Linked DNA regions of Mus musculus: region 2 is linked to region 1. The links are chromatin contacts, called in public Hi-C maps. All regions are on one chromosome and are shown on one strand. The core of a region is the stretch at or near the end of the contact, and the rest is flanking DNA. Distances in the headings are between cores, read along the strand shown. Region 1 overlaps Pvt1 (Pvt1 oncogene). Region 2 has its middle 310 kb from the start of Pvt1.

The links. A called contact is a pair of places that touch in the nucleus more often than the background predicts.
Region 2: a Hi-C map of liver shows a contact between it and region 1, with 3 times the contacts expected there. The contact joins two enhancer-like sites. A contact is called at or near these places in 2 of 15 datasets of contacts at CTCF or cohesin (CD8 T cells and the NIH/3T3 cell line), 8 of 484 Hi-C or Micro-C datasets (B cells, the N1E-115 cell line, liver and 1 more) and 4 of 115 datasets of contacts at active chromatin or transcription factors (CD8 T cells, embryonic fibroblasts, hepatocytes and 1 more).

The regions. Positions count from the first base shown.
Region 1 is chr15:62,256,915-62,259,787 of GRCm38.p6, forward strand. Pvt1 (Pvt1 oncogene) reads left to right here. Exons shown (of 5, transcript NR_132747.1): 5 at 1,507-2,873. Among named protein-coding and RNA genes, the nearest start is that of Pvt1, 220 kb to the left of the region's middle. Within about 2 kb of position 1,262, at least 102 of the 459 cell types and tissues checked have an H3K27ac peak or open chromatin away from gene starts, as enhancers often do. A contact at or near this core is called in hepatocytes and liver, where this site is marked.
Region 2 is chr15:62,344,819-62,347,518 of GRCm38.p6, forward strand. No RefSeq gene overlaps it. Among named protein-coding and RNA genes, the nearest start is that of Pvt1, 310 kb to the left of the region's middle. Within about 2 kb of position 1,258, at least 3 of the 459 cell types and tissues checked have an H3K27ac peak or open chromatin away from gene starts, as enhancers often do. A contact at or near this core is called in hepatocytes and liver, where this site is marked.

The DNA.
Region 1 (2,873 bases), core at 12-2,511:
AGCCTACCCAGACACATGCACATACACACACAAACTCACACAACGCATCCCACCCCCAGAACAGAGGTCAGTATTGTATCACATGGATATGGAGACATAGCATCCAGTCCCTAACTTATTTTTGTTATAGTTCAAGGATAAAAGGATTGCCCTGCCCTTCAATGTTTGCACAAGGGAGTATGGATATTTTAATACACAATTATGCAAAATAAGGTGAAAGAACAGAAGGGCAAAAAATGCTGGAGTAGGAGGGGTGACCAGGGACTGAACACACATTCCTGTAAGACCTTTGGAACTACTGTTAGGCTTGAACTTTAAAGGTTTCATCAAATTGAAAGCACTGCCCAGGGCTGGGTTGGGTCCTTGTGGGAGCACACAGGAAACTTCAGATCCAAAGTTAGTTTCATCCCACAGTGTGGGAGATGTCAGAGGCTGTGAGCCTGAGATCCTACACAAGTTACACAGGAACTACAGGCAACTACAGGATGCTTGTCAGTTATGAACAGCTGTATCTCCATCCACAATGCCAGCCTAGAACCTGTGGTCCCATTTTACCAATGAGACAAGGCTCCTTAGTGACATGCTTATCTGTGTATATGCATTCACTGTGCCAGCTCCAGCAACCCAACCTCATGTGGCAGTCACTGGAGCAGCCTAGAGTCTCACTTACATTCTACTATTATATAGCTTAAGGGACCCGTGAATCCTAATTTCTCACTTGTAAAATGGATATTTTTTTAATCATTCCCATATTTTATGGTAATTGTGTATATTTATCGGTGTGGTAAGGCATCTCAATACATGCAAACGTACAATTGGGGTCAGGCTAATGAGTTGTCAATCATCTCAAAAACATCATTGTGTATGGAAACAGTCACAACCTGGCGGCTCTCTTGTGATATGTTGTAGCTCCTCTTTCCTGTATGCTGCCGCAGAATGCTGGAAGTTGTTTTTCCTGTCCACTCACACCAAGGGCTTTCTGATGGTTAAAAAGGTGTATACAAGCCCCTGGGCCCATGTGCCTGACACATTAATCCACTGTGCATGTTACTTACTGAGATTATTATTAGCCCAACAGGACAGGGAGGAGTATTGGGGGGGGGGGGTCCCTGGGGTGTGATCACTCCTGTTTACTCTTTGGATGGTGCCTGCCTGGCCAGGGATCATGAGTTTGTTTTTCTGGTACGGAGGTTGCCCTGGTGTTCTGGAGTGACCCCACAGGGCTGACTGAGCTCATTATACAAAGCTGTGTGCTGGGTCCTGTCCAGCTCCATCCAGCCCCGCCTCCTTGCCTGCTAAGCCTGTGTGCCCATGAGCCTCAGGGCTGTCCCTAGCTAGCATTGTTTGCACTCTGGAAAAGCGTGCAAACCTTTATTCAGAACCATCCCTAAGTCTGCTGGCAAATACAGTTTCTTTCCCCTTCTGGGGGACTAGAAGGGGAAAAGCTTAGGTCTTCAGTGGCTCCAAGACAATTCTTTTACCTTCTCCACTTTCTTTTTCCTACAGGCTCGGCTCTCCAGTGTGGTTTTCCAACAGGAGTCAAATATTAAAGGACATGAGCGTGTTGGGGAAAAAGATGGATAGTGCTAAACAGCCTGAGTTCATCCTCACTATCCTCTTCATAAGGAGAGCAAGAACAACCCCGGAAATGGCTCATGCTTAAGGTTTCTAACCACGGTCACACCTACAACACACTGATTGACAATATAGGTTACAGTACACATGGCTCTGCTATTTGCTTTTTGGTCACTTTGATATTCCCTGGTACCTGGGAAGAAGGAATCTCCGTTGAGGAGTTGCCTACATTTGATTAGCCCGTAGGCATGTCTCTGAGGCCTTTTCATAGTTGCTAATTGATGGAGGACAGCTTAGCCCACTGTGGGTGGTGCCATCTCCTGGACATGGGGTCCTGGCTTATATCAGAAGGGAAGCTAAGCATGCGCCTGGGAGCAAGCCAGTAAGTAGGTCTCCTCCATGGTCCCTGTCTCTGCTCCTGCCCTTAATTTCCTCAGCGAATGACTGATGCAAACATGTAAGCCAAACAAACCCTTCTTTCCTCTCTGTTACTGTTGGTCGTGGTGTTTATCACAGCAATAGGAAAAAACACTAGGGCAGTGACGTATAAGAGTGCACTGTGCCATTGTGAGGATTCAATATCCTTAGCGATCTTCAGAAAAAGTTTACTATGGTGCCTGGAGCATTGTTATTTGCAGAGATCCCTAGTGGCTCCTGGGCCTCAGTTTCCCTGTCTTCATTCTGTCTGTATTATATAAGCATGGTGTCCATAGCTCTAGCTCTTGCTTAATGATTCAACTGAGTAGGTACAACCATGCTGACCAGCCATGACATGTCCTGCCTGGCCATAGCCTGGAGTTGGACACAGAAACAGGGGCATAGCTGCCTACTGTGTGTGGCACAGTGTGTGTCAAACTCCTGGAGGCAGCCAGGCAGCCATCTCTATATTCTTCCTATCAGAATTCCTTTCACAGGTCCAAGCCATCTTAAGATGGATAAAGGCCTGGCCTTCAGGCAAGGCTATGCCTGTCAGTTCCGAATCTCCAGCTAAGTGGACTTGCAGCCCTCCCTGTCCTCTGGATGTCTGCATCATTCATACAAGGGACACGTTCTCTTTAGAGAAGAGCGTCTTCTGGGCTTCTCCCAGGTTGGAAGTGTCCTCTACTTCTTTCTTCCTGGCAAAAGCACTGGCCTAAGCAGCTCAGGAACAACCTACAATAGAGGGAGGGCCTCTTACCTCGGATGGAAGTGGAAACATAGTCTCCACGTTGGAACTGAGTCTTGGTTATGCTCTGAGAAGTAGCCTGGATTTCTAAGATCTCATGCTCATCGTTTTCTCTGGAGGCCCAACTCTGTTC
Region 2 (2,700 bases), core at 8-2,507, 88 kb after region 1:
ATCCGTAATGGGATCTGATGCCTTATTCTGATGTGTCTGAAGACAGCCGCAGTACACTCATATATATATATATAAAATAAATAAAAAAATCATTACAAAAGATTTGCATTTCTTCTCTCCTCATCATTCTCACATCCTAGAACTCATCATTTCACTGGTATTATCTAGGTCTAGGAGAATGAAAGGTCTAGAAGGGCAAAGAGATGGGTTTCTTGATTTCTGTAGTCTTAGTACCTAACACACAGAATACCCATATGAACAATTGTTAATTGAAGAAGTGAATGAATAAACACAGAAGTATCTAATATAGTGCAGCATTTAAAAGAATTAGATAATCCATCATTTATTTTATCATCAGGGTCCTAATTCTTTTTGATGGAGTAAATAAAAAAATAACAAAAAAGTAGCTGTATGTTTTCCTAAAGGTTTGTTCTTTCTGTACATTTACATCAGTAAGTGCATCTGCACTTGAAATTGAGCCAATGTTCACTGGACAAATACTAGGCAATCAGGTATTTGTGTTATCTGGAATGTTTCCAGTCCAGATGGATATCTGGATCCATTCCCCATGGACAAGAGGAATAGGTTCTATTTGGATTCCCCTCCATAAAAAAAGGATTCTACTTTAATCTCTGTTATACATTCAGCTAAGAACTATATCTATTGTTTGATGAATATTTGGTCCATACTTGAGTGAATAAACAGCTGTTAGAAACTCTTTAATTTCTTTGTTATTAGAGCAAAAGTCATAGGTATTTTATCTTATCATTACAGGAATGTTAAAGAAGCTTTACTTATGAGAAAAGTCTAAATGGAAGGTGCCCTTTTCAGTTACTCCTGCAACCAAAGTGTCCTGGGTAAGGACTCAGTAGAATTAAAAGGTTTCTGTTTGCCCAAAGCTTTTTACCAGGGTTGCTAAGCAAACAGGTGAAATGGAACAAAATGATAAAAACAACCTATGATTTGTTCTTGTGGGATTTTCTGAGTTCTATCAAGACAAAACCAATAACTGATGAAACTGACCTCTTCGAGAAAGAGGAGGGTGACACGGATTGCCAAGGTCTCAAGATCTGTAGTCAGTGAACTTCGTCATTCCAGCTATTGGTTGTTCTATCCAGCTTTTGTTAAACAGGATTCTCTTGGAATGCTGTGCTGTTAGAGACACAGGCCAATGACATTCCCTGGAATGGAGGGTGCGCTAATGCTGGGAGTACAGCCTGAATGGTTTGACCTGGCCTTTCTCAGAAATGAGGGCTCATTATGCAACCGAATCCAGTAGCAGCACAAAGGACAAGGAGCATTTGGTTGGTCTCAGGTTATCAGCAGTGGCACCTTTGTGGCCCGGCTCTGAAAAGGACACAAATATTTAAGTAGCTGCTTGGGTTCTCACAACTGGCTCACTGAACAGGCTGATAGCTCATTTGCTTTGAAGTCAATATGATTGCGCCCTATTGAATAGACAAGAAAACTTCTGTTGAAATGACACTGAAGTTGCTTGAGGTGCTTAGCCAGAAACTGGCAGTGCCTAGTTACCCAATTTTGAGCTTCGGATGTCACATCTCAATTTTTTTCCTTATAGACAGTCATTTCAGAGATTAGGGATATTTAACTCATTGCCATTGTGCCATTGTCAACTTTATTAATTTGCTTGGAATATCTTTTTAGTCTCTGAAACTCAGGTAGCTTCCAGGTTTGCAGGTTTTCCTGGTAGCCAAGGACGATTCGGGTTCGAACAACTCACAGACACAGAACACTTAGTAAGTATTGGGAACAATGCTGAAGGACATACAGACTGACTTTTCTGTCCCTTACCTTTGGGCTCATATCCAATGGAAGGAACTACCCTTCCCTTTAATAGTGAAACTATTAGACTTAAACTGAAGTTACAAGCTTGCTCAGGTATGAAGTAAATGGCATTCCCATAAACTTGAGGCTGTGAACTGGCCATCTCCTGCCTATAACCAGGCAAGATGTCTAGTGGAAGTATTGTGACACCAACCCAGCCATATAACCTTTGACCTACAATTTGTCCTGCTTACAAGATATGCCACAGAAAAGGTGGTGCAGAAATTGTGGGAATGGTTAAGCAATGAATAGTCCAGCTAGAGATGCATGCCATGAGAGGGATTGTATCCATGATTCTGCCTGGAGGGCCAGGAACCAGTCTGGATTCTGAATTGCCCAGAGACCTAGGATAGAACAAAGCACAACTCTCTCTCTCTTACACACACACAAAACCAATGAAATGATTCCTAATGATAATTTGCTATTCTCATAGATTGTTGCCCCACCCAATTGTCATTAGGTCATTAGAGAGGCTTCATCTAGCAATTGATGGAAACAGATTTAGAAAACCACAGACTAACGTTAGGTAGAGCTTGGGAACCCTGCAGAAGAGGCAGGGTGTGGAGGGTGGTGGTGAGGATTGTAGGATCCAAAAAGGTCAAGTACACCACAAGAAAACTCACAGAATCAACTATCCTGGGCTCAAAGAGGCACACAGAGATTGAACTGTTAACCAGGGAGTAGTCTATATGGGTCTGACCTGTAAATATGTCTGCACACACAATTACAGTGTGCAAGTCCATCTTCTTGTGGGACTCCTAATAGAGTGAGCAGGGTTTTTTTTTCTTTTTTTCCTATTTGTGGGACTCTTATCCTGCTACTGGGTTGCCTCATTTAGCCTTAATATGAGGGAAG